3 separate regions of the Mus musculus genome follow, and all the other regions are linked to region 3. Evidence: chromatin contacts called from public ChIA-PET and HiChIP or PLAC-seq data. All regions are on one chromosome and are shown on one strand. Each heading gives the region's core, a stretch centred on a gene start, on an enhancer-like site or on the middle of the called end of the contact. The rest is flanking DNA. Distances are from core to core; before and after follow the strand shown. Region 1 has its middle 31 kb from the start of Car12. Region 2 holds the start of Car12 (carbonic anhydrase 12). Region 3 has its middle 20 kb from the start of Gm39364.

The links. ChIA-PET counts read pairs in DNA pulled down with a chosen protein or histone mark. HiChIP or PLAC-seq counts read pairs in DNA pulled down with a chosen protein or histone mark.
Region 1: an RNA polymerase II ChIA-PET map of memory CD8 T cells shows a contact between it and region 3, with 62 read pairs. The contact joins two enhancer-like sites. A contact is called at or near these places in 1 of 484 Hi-C or Micro-C datasets (large pre-B cells) and 3 of 115 datasets of contacts at active chromatin or transcription factors (T-cell acute lymphoblastic leukemia, embryonic stem cells and memory CD8 T cells).
Region 2: a contact with region 3 is called in an H3K4me3 HiChIP or PLAC-seq map of the 230-238 cell line, with 10 read pairs. The contact joins the promoter of Car12 here to the enhancer-like site in region 3. A contact is called at or near these places in 5 of 39 promoter capture datasets (the 3T3-L1 cell line, the C10 cell line, embryonic stem cells and 1 more), 1 of 484 Hi-C or Micro-C datasets (the Ba/F3 cell line), 5 of 115 datasets of contacts at active chromatin or transcription factors (the 230-238 cell line, T-cell acute lymphoblastic leukemia, embryonic stem cells and 2 more) and 2 of 9 other capture datasets (embryonic stem cells and macrophages).

The regions. Positions count from the first base shown.
Region 1 is chr9:66,681,440-66,684,537 of GRCm38.p6, reverse strand. No RefSeq gene overlaps it. Among named protein-coding and RNA genes, the nearest start is that of Car12, 31 kb to the left of the region's middle. Within about 2 kb of position 1,552, at least 71 of the 459 cell types and tissues checked have an H3K27ac peak or open chromatin away from gene starts, as enhancers often do. A contact at or near this core is called in memory CD8 T cells, where this site is marked.
Region 2 is chr9:66,712,397-66,715,450 of GRCm38.p6, reverse strand. Car12 (carbonic anhydrase 12) reads right to left here and starts at 1,765. Exons shown (of 11, transcript NM_178396.5): 1 at 1,518-1,765. The coding sequence starts at 1,602.
Region 3 is chr9:66,279,813-66,283,111 of GRCm38.p6, reverse strand. No RefSeq gene overlaps it. Among named protein-coding and RNA genes, the nearest start is that of Gm39364, 20 kb to the left of the region's middle. Within about 2 kb of position 1,526, at least 72 of the 459 cell types and tissues checked have an H3K27ac peak or open chromatin away from gene starts, as enhancers often do. A contact at or near this core is called in the 230-238 cell line, T-cell acute lymphoblastic leukemia, memory CD8 T cells and 1 more, where this site is marked.

The DNA.
Region 1 (3,098 bases), core at 303-2,802, 400 kb before region 3:
TCATTTCCCAGGAGCTGCTTACCTTGTTTTTTTGAGGCAAGGTCTCTCATGGTTTTCCCGTCTCTGTCTCCCCATGTTGAGATTGCAAGTGTGTGATGCTATGCCTGCCTTTAATACGTGGATGCTGGGGATTGAACTTGGTCCTCATGCTCGCAAGCCAAGCACTCTACCAACTGAGATGCCTTCCCAGCCTTGTAAAGAGAGTCTTGTAAAGGAAGGCCATCAGCTTTCCTAGCCTGAAATGCCATCTTAGTATTTAGTCTTGTTTGCCAATGCTAGCCCACGTAGACTGAGGAACCAAAGGTAGAAGGCTTGGTTACCTGAAGCCTAGGGAACCAGTTAACACATCGGAGGGCCCAATCAATGGCCTTAGTAGGGAATTCAAAAACCTGAGTCCTTCTCTACCTCAAAGCTCTTCTTCTAATACTAAGGGTCCCCATAGACTCATCTATTTGACTACTTGGTCCCTAGCTGGTGAACCATTTAGGAAGGATTAAGAGGTATGGCCTTGTTGGTGAGGTGTGTCTCTTGGGGTGGACTTTAAAGTATCAAAATCCCATGACATTCCTAGTGAGCTCTACCTCCTATAGCCAGTAAGGAGCTACAGTACAGTATCTGCCTGCCTGCTGCCATGCTCCCTGCCATGATGGTCATGGACTCACTGAAACTGTAAGCCCCCATTGGTCGGTCCCGGTGTCTAAGGGGGGGGAAGTCCCTAAAACCGAAATGCTTCCATTTTAAGTTTGCAACAATCATCTGGAAAAATCTCAAAACAACTTTGAGACTATGTCCCCATGAGGATATACCAAAGCTTGCATGGGACAATTAGACTGAAGATGTTTTCTGCTTTTAAATACTTTATAATACAAGAAAGGAAGAGGAGTCACAGGACATCGTGAGATCTGCTCAAATCACTGTTTGTTTGTTTGTTTGTTTGGACAGGGTCTTTCTATGTAGCCTTGGTTGCCATGGAATTAGCTATGTAGACCAGGCTGGCCTCCAATTCACAGAACTCTGCCTGCCTCTGCAACTGGAGTGCTGGGATTAAAGGTGTACATCACCATACGGCAATCAAATCTCTTTTTAAAAATAATTTCAAGGGGCTAGAAGATGGCTCAGTAGGTCACCTGCCATCAAGTCTGATGACGTAAATTTACTCCCCATGACACACATAGTAGGAGAACCTACAGTCACACAAGGGGGAGGGGAAAGGAGGAGGAAGAAAGGGGCAAAGTGGACAGGAAAGACACACTATGTGACAGTGGAGACAGTATACATCATGATGCCTCAAGAATGGTACTACCAGGAAAGCAAAAAAGTAAAGGTCTTCCCCAAGAAGCCTGTAAGGAAGCCTAGCCCTTTGACTTCAGACTTCTGGTTACTTCATCGGTTACTTCTCTGGCTGTATTAGTTACTTTTTTGTGGCTGGGCCAAATACCGTGACCAAATTTAAGAAAGAAATTGGCTCACAGTTCCAAAAGGAGAGTCCATAATGGTGAGATGGTATGTCAACAGGCAGGCATGGGGCCAAAACAGGAAGCTGAGTGGTCACCTCTTAACCACACACAGGAAGCAGAGCGAGCAAGCAGAAGGGGCAAGGCTATAAACCCTCAAAGTCCAGCCCCAGTGACTTTCTCCTCTAGCAAGGCTGTACCTCCTAAAGGGTTTGTAATCTCCCCATACAGTACCAACAAATGGGGAGCAAATGTTTAAATACATGAGCCCATGGAGAGCATGTCTCAGTCAGAACACCACAGTCTTGTCTTTGCCTTGCCTTGCCTTGCCTTGCCTTGCCCTCTCTTCCTCTCCCCTTTCCTTTCCTCTCCTCTCCTTTCCTTTCCTTTTCTTTCCTTTCCTTTTCTTTTCTTTTCCAGCAGCTCTGGAAATCTAATGCTTCCATTTTCTCTGACTCCAGCTGTATAGTGGAATTGGCCCATGTACAGCGGGTCAGTACAACATGCTAATGCCTTAGGTTCTGTTTTTTAAGGCAGTTCAAAGCATTTTACACGGAATGTAAAAATACATATATAAGTTATATATACATATGCAAGTCCATAGTAAACTTCAATAGTAGATGTTTTTAAAAGCATAAACTACTTTTAAAAAATTCTAGTAAAAATGGTTGCTTCTGGTAGCTGTGAGACAAAAGTAGACTTTTCTGCTTTACTTTTGTGCCTTTGTATAAGGAATGCATGAGTTTATCCAAGGTTGTTTTGTTTTGTTTTGTTTTTTATTCCAAGCAGGATTTTACTATGGAGCCTAAAATTTAAGAACTCTTGCATCAGCATCCCAAGTTCTAGGGGATTAGAGGCAACGCCCACCATATCTGACACTTTTGTTAGCATTATTTTAAAATGGGGATTTCAAATTTTTTTTTATTATTGTTTTGAGTTTTTCGAGACAGAATTCTTCTATGTAGCCCTAGCTGTCCTTGAAATCTCAGTGTAGACCAGGCTGGCCTCAAACTCACAGAGATACACCTGCCTCTGCCTTCCGAGTGCTGGGATTAGAGGTGCTAGCCACTATACCTGGCAACTTTCAAATGTTATAAAGACAAGCAGCCATATTCACTGGCTGCATCCGGATAACAAAATCCTTATCACGGGCTCCATATGAAGTAAAGACATTTATTTTACCTCACGTTTCCACAGGTGCAAGGCAAACATTATGCAGAGGCATCAGTAAAAATGGCATGCCTTGCAAAAACATGTCAAAGTGGGCCATCATGTCCTGAGCCAGGACACAGAGAGCAGAATCTCACAGTCTCCTTGGAGACCACATCCTCAAACAGTAAAGGCTGCCCACTAAGGTCCTCTTCTTCAAGGTTCCTAGAACCTCCAGGGGACCCAATCTAGACCAGGGAACACTCAGGGTGGGAGGTTATCCTAGCTGTAGCTCTAGGAGGACCTGGGGCTCTAAGAAGGGGCAGGATTGGGTAGAGGAACTTGGGTAGATGTAGACTTGTGACCAGAGGTTTAGTAAAGGATGTGAATATTCTAGAAGATGCCAGCCTATTACAGACCAAAGACGATCCCAGATGAATTAGACTTCAGGAAATAAAAAGGGTCATCTGTCCCCTATGCTGGTGGTACTTTAAC
Region 2 (3,054 bases), core at 516-3,015, 430 kb before region 3:
CCCCCAAGTATCAGGAAAGCACACTTTGACCCCCTTACTCAGCTAACCCTCCAGCCCCAACCTTGTATTAACTGGTCTCCAGTCCACCTCAGTGAGTGTTTGACTTCATCTCCTGAGGCAGTCAAGAAACCTGCCCAATAAATAGCAGTGTAAAAGCTTAGAACTTAGCGGTAGCTAAGACTGCTCAGTGTGAGGGGAAAGTGGAGCTTTACTGCAAACTCCCTCTAATGCAGTTTAGAGAATAAGGAGGACATGAAGGGGGGGCAACAAAGAGGAGAATGGAGAGCCCCAAACTTTCAAAAAAAAAAAAGATCAATAGAGTCCTTCTCTCCTTTGTGTGAGGTGCTTGGTGCTAAAACGACTTCTGGTGAACTTCAGTCTCTATAGATTCCTTTAGAGTTAGTAGCAACCCAAAGTTAACAGTTTTCAAAATTGATCGCCACTTTTGTGGGACTTCTCCCACATTCTGCTTCTTCCTGACTGCGTGGGAAAGGTGATAGTAGGCAGATCCTGCCAGCCAGTCGATGAAGGTTCAGTAAAGGGGTAGTGGCTTGTTGCCCACCGGCAGAGTGTGGTCCTCCAAGGGGGGAAGGAGAGCAGAGCTCTGATACTGCTGGGCAGGAGCTGGGCTCTCTCCCCGCTGCCTGGCCAGGGGAATCATTGTTCAGCCACTGGGGTCACTCTTGGTCCCTTCTATTGCAACCCAAGAACAAGTATCACCACAGTGTGGGGACCCATTGACACAAACAAGCAGGACCCAGTCCCCACCTTCTCCCTAAGGTTAGTAGTAGCCTGAGGGAGAGGCAGGCTAAAGCTTGCTTTTCCTTTTCTTATTCCAAAGGAGTTAATTATCCAGGCTTTGGACATGAGCCCACAATTCAGGCTCCTCTTCCCACCTCAACCTGACACCCTGTTCAGCATACTTGCCCTTCGGGTTTCAGCCCCTTATTACAGTTAGAAATAAGGCATGTGCGCACACATGTAGGTTCAGTGTAGCAGAGATCTCGAGGGGAAAGACAATGACTAACGGTGGGCTACATTATCCCCTGGACACGGAGTGTGAAACCTACTGGTTAACTGCCTCTCTGAGGGTTCTGACGATCAGCCAGACACCCCTTCTTGCGGATCACAGCACACAGGAAGACAGTCCTTTCTCAGCGCTCTGCACGTGGTTCCGGGATCCTGGCTAGCAAGTTTCCAAGCCCCATCTCCAGAGGTAGTGTGCTCAGAAAAGAGGCAAATGAGTAACTACAACTGTGCACCAAGCACCGTTAAAAAAAAGTGCCTCCAACTAACCTCAGCTAACAGTGCATCCCAAACGATCCCAAAGCTAGCATCCTTTCTTGAAAATGTGCTAGGCACACAGCAACTTCCTTACTCGCTCAGTAGTGATTTTACTTTATCTTGCAAGAGCCTGGCAGAAATCCTCTCTCTGCCCAGGCATGGCTCAGTGCACAGGACTCTTTTTTTTTTTTTTTTTTTTTTTTTTTTTTTTTTTAAGTAAGCAGAAACTTTACCGTTGAGTGGGGCTGAGCTGGAAGGCTGCTTCTTAAGGATCACCAACAGGAGGACGACAGTCGCGCGCAGGCTGCGGTGAGGCATCTTTGTCCTGGCGACTCAAAGCTGCCACTCACTCGGAGCTGTGGGGCGCTCGGAGCTGGCAGCGGCGCACCAGCACAGTGTGCACTTAGCCTGGGACCAAGACGTGCACGTTGGTTGTGTAGACTCGTGGCTGCCTGTAGGCTGCTTTTTAATGCCGCGACTCAACCCTAAACATGATGTCATCAGGCAGGAGGGCGGGGCAGAAAGCCCAGCCTACCGGAGGGCAGGAGCCCCAGGTCCGAGGTGAGTTGAGGTCCTGACTTAAGTGGTCCTCAGTGGCCCACTGCGGCGGTCCTCTGGGCCACAGGTTACTTGGGGGAGCCAGTTCTCACAGGGAGGTATGGAAAGTCAGGGACCCGTGCAGCACTCACTTCCCTAGATGTGACTGTGGTCTGTCACTGCCCTTACTTGAAAGCCCCAGCATAGAATGCTGTTTGGGCCAAAGCCTCATTCAGGGTCTGAATGTTTCTGCCTGGTCTTAGCCAAGTAGCTGTGAATTACACATCACATCCAGATTAAGCTCTTCTCAACGAAACCACAAAGAGACTGCGAATCGGAAACTAAGATAAAGGGATTCACAGAAATGAGTCGCTTTTCTTGGCGATTAGCATTTCCCTTAGGAGGAGGAGGCATGTAGACAAGGCTTACTCCTTGTGCAAATTCACAGGATCAGCCCATCTTCGGTAGGCAGCAGGTGGAGAAGGTGCCCTCTCTGAAGTAGTGGTGAAAGAAAAGGACTTGCTTTATTACCGAGTGTCTACAAGCATCAGAGACCAGGCTAGGGGTTATGTGGACCAGTGGCCAGGCTGTTTCCAATGCTGGTTTATCACCTGTTGCTACTCCTGCCCACTATTCTCCAATCTCCGCTTGCTTTGCAATATGCACACTTACACTCTAGACAGGAGCCCGTTGTTCTGATCACGTTTGTGTCTAGCCCGCCCATGCGGAGCTGAATCTTCCTGGCCTCCTGCTCTGCTGTTCCCCACCCTTACCTCCTATATCGTCTGTTTGTTATTCCCGCCCGAGATGGTCTCTGCTTCCCTGGCTCCTCCATATCTCTCTACCACCTCAGGTGTGGGGCTCAGTTTCCTGCTCCTACTAACCCTGGTCTCCTGCTGCCTACACATACGGAATAGTACATAACCCCATGTTTGTAACCTGGCCCGCCATGCCCTCTTCTCTGGGCCAAGTCAACCAGCCCAGCCCTCCCCCATCCCCCATCTGTTCTGGCACTCAACCTACAACTCAGGTTGGCCTTGGTGACCAAAGAGGCCATTTGTTCACCTACAACTTGGAGAGACTGAGCAGCCGAGAACCACCAGGAAGCAGGTGTCGCCTGCATTTCAAGGGGTGTTATTGTTCTGTCCCTAACAGCTCAACTATTGTATGGGTAATAAAGGGCTTGAAATCTCTTCAAGGAAGTTGTTACAATGACAATTTTGTCACAATCAT
Region 3 (3,299 bases), core at 277-2,776:
TCCCTGTCCCCATCCCCCACTCCCTGAATGAGTGAGAGCCAAATAGATAAGAAATTACAAGGAATAGCCCAGAAGTTGGGGGCACTCAGAAAAACAAATGATGAAGTTGGCCATCTGCCCTTAAAAAGGGATGACTATGCGCCTACTAGTCCCTCATCCCTACCATCAGAGTAGCATCTTCCATTGTAAATCTTTTCAAGGATGCAGAACCTGGGTTAGAAAGATGGCTCAGTGGTTAACAGAGCTGACTGTTTTTCCAGAGGACAAGGGTTCAATCCTTGTAGCTCTCACTACTGTCTGTAAGTCCAGGTGGTCTGATGCCCTCTTCTGGCTTCTGTGGAAACTGCATGCACATGGTGCACACTTATGTGCAGACAAAACAGCAATACACATTGGGGGGTTGAGGTGGGGGGAGATGCAGATGTGTTAGTTTGATTTCTGTTGTTTTTTTTTTTTCACTTTTTAAAAATGAGAACAGTGGGTTTTTTTTTTTAAGGTGTATTTATTTTATTTCTATGGGTACACTGTGGCTGTCTTCAGACACCAAAAGAAGGCACCAAATCCCATTACAGATGGCTATAAGCCACCATGTGGTTGCTGGAAATTGAACTCAGGACCTTTGGAAGAGTAGTCAGTGCTCTTAACTGCTGAGCCATCTCTCCAGTCACCTGTTTGCTTTTGTTTTAAAACAGTAATATAGCTCAGGCTAGCCTAAATTCACAACTCACTATGCAGCAAAAGATAACCTTGAATTCCTGGTCCTCTTGTTTCTGGCTCCAGAGTGCTAGGATTGCAGGCATGCACCAGCGTGTATGGTTTATGCAGTGCTGGGGCCTACGAAAGACCTCAGACTACCAACTTTCCACTGCTGTGACAGAAGGCCTATGATAATCAACAGAAAAAGAAGAAAGGATTATTTGGGCTCACAGTCTGGGAGGTTTAGGTCCATGGCTGCTTGCCTCTGCTGCCTTGGGGGTCTGTGGTGAGACATCATGACAGAAGCTGCTCATATATGACATCTAGAAAGCAAAAAGACAGAAATATTTGGGCATGGTATACACCTGGGTTCCCAGCTCAGGGGAGGCTGAGGCAGGAGGGTTGCAAGTTCAAGGCCAGCCTGGGCTACATAGTGAGCCCTTGTCTCTGAATGCAAACAAAACAAATGCCAACCCCCCTGGAAGCCTTAGTTTCCTAAGCTTTCTCAAGATGGCTGTGAGAACAGAAGGCAATAAAGACCTGGTGTGAGGCAGATGCTTCTAGAATGCAAACCACAGGGTGGGGGCGGGGGGAGTGGAGAGGCACAGGCAGACCGGCAAGAAGGCAGCAGCTGCTGCTGCTCTCTAGCAAGGCTCCTTTGCATTTGGCCGTAGGCAGCTGAAGGGGCCAGACAGGCGGAAAGCGAAGGTGCTTTGCAGCTGGGCAGTGAGGTTTCTTAACCAACCGAGCTTCACAGAATGTTCAGGATGTGGGCCGGCCCCCAGCATGCACTGGGGAAAACCAAAGGACGAGAAACAAGAGGCATGTCACGTCAAGGGCCTTGCTCATCACATATCACATGTCACCAGAGTGGTTGGCAGAGGCAGCAAACAACACCATGGGAACTCCATCTCCTTCTTCCATTTGCTCCATCCAGCCTACTCACTGATGAATTTATGTTTTACGCTAGTCCATAAAGCACAGTTGTTAGGACAGAAGCCACTTTCTGAGTGCAGTACACTAAGTGCCGCCATGCTTTAGCTAATCCAACCGAATAGTCATAGGAGCCCTGCGGGGAAGATATTGGCATGCCCCCGTTTTACAAATGGGAAAGCTGAGGCCCAATACCTTGGTAAATAAATAAATAAATAATCACCCAGCTAAGAAGATGTCAGAAATGTCATTCAAACTCTGAGACCTAACCTGACTCTCAGGCCAGGGTTTTCAGATCAGTACCGTGGACCTAGGCTAGAAGACATTTTCATATTTTCTTTTTTCTTTTTTTTTTCCCCCTTGAAACCGGTCTATGTAGCCCTTGCCAGAACATACTATCTAGACCAGGCTGATCTTGAACTCACAGAGATCCACCTGCCTCTGCCTCCTAAGTACTGACATTAAAGACACATGCCAGCACATCCTGCTGGGAGACACTTTCTAGGGAAAAGAGGTAAGTACCTACAGGCTTTGGAGGAGCAGGAAAGCCCACCTCCTGGGCCAGTGTCCAGTGAGGAGGGGGTAAGAGACATTGCCTACCATCACCCAGCAGTGGGCATGGAGAGAGGCACTACACCCCTCCATCAGTGCCCTTCTCTCAGTAGAGACCTCAGCTGCCTCCTAGCAGTTTGGGGGAAAACCAATTGTGCCCTAGGCTCTAAGGCACTAAGCCTTAGGTATAGACAATCACAATTTATCCTGGTCCCCCCACCCCCCTCGATCTAGGGATGTGCATGCAGACCAAGAAAGGCTTTGCTGTGGTTTCAGAATGTCTGTGCTCACTTCCTGTAAAGACATATGCAAATTACTTTTCTCATTGCTGAGACCTAACACCTGGTCAGAAGCAACTTAAAGCTAGGAGGCATGGTGGCTCACACCTCTGTGAGTCTGGGAGCAGCTTGGTCTATATTGTGAATTAATTCCAGACCTGCCTGCCAGGGCTACCTAGTGAGACCCTGTCTCAAAAGAAAAAAAAGAAAAAGGAAGGAGAAGAAATAGAAGAAGGTCTATTTTGACTTACAGTTGGGATACAGTGCATCGTGGCAAAGGCATACAAGCAGGAGTGTGAAGTGGCTGGCCACACTGTGTCTGCTGTGTGGAAGCAGAGGCAGACAGATGCTGGGGTTCAACTAGATCTCTGTTTGTTATGTAGTCCAGAACCCTAGCCCCATGAATAGCATCCACAGCTGCAGTGGGATTCTCCAGCTTAGTTAACCTAAACTAGAATCTCCCTCACTGACACGCCCAGATATTTGTCTGGAGGGGATTCTGGATCCTGTCAACTTGGCAACTTCAACTCTCGAAGTATCTTTCTGCCTGATGCTCTCAGTTGAGTAAACATTGTAAAGTAGTTTTGCCTCCCCCTGGACAAGTATTAGGATAAAGGACAAAAAAGCCTGGTCTGTTTAAAATACTCAACCTGTTGGAAAGGTGAGAGGTGTGGCCCTGCCCTTCCCCCACAGAGGCCTGGGCTGAAGTACCAAGAACCCTGTGGAGACATCATAGCTACTCCTGGCCCAGAGGAGCCACCCAGGCATCAGGCCAGTGCCCTGGGTATTTTCAGCTTCCAGCAGCATCAGCAAGGTCTGAGAGCCATGAGCCTTATTGTA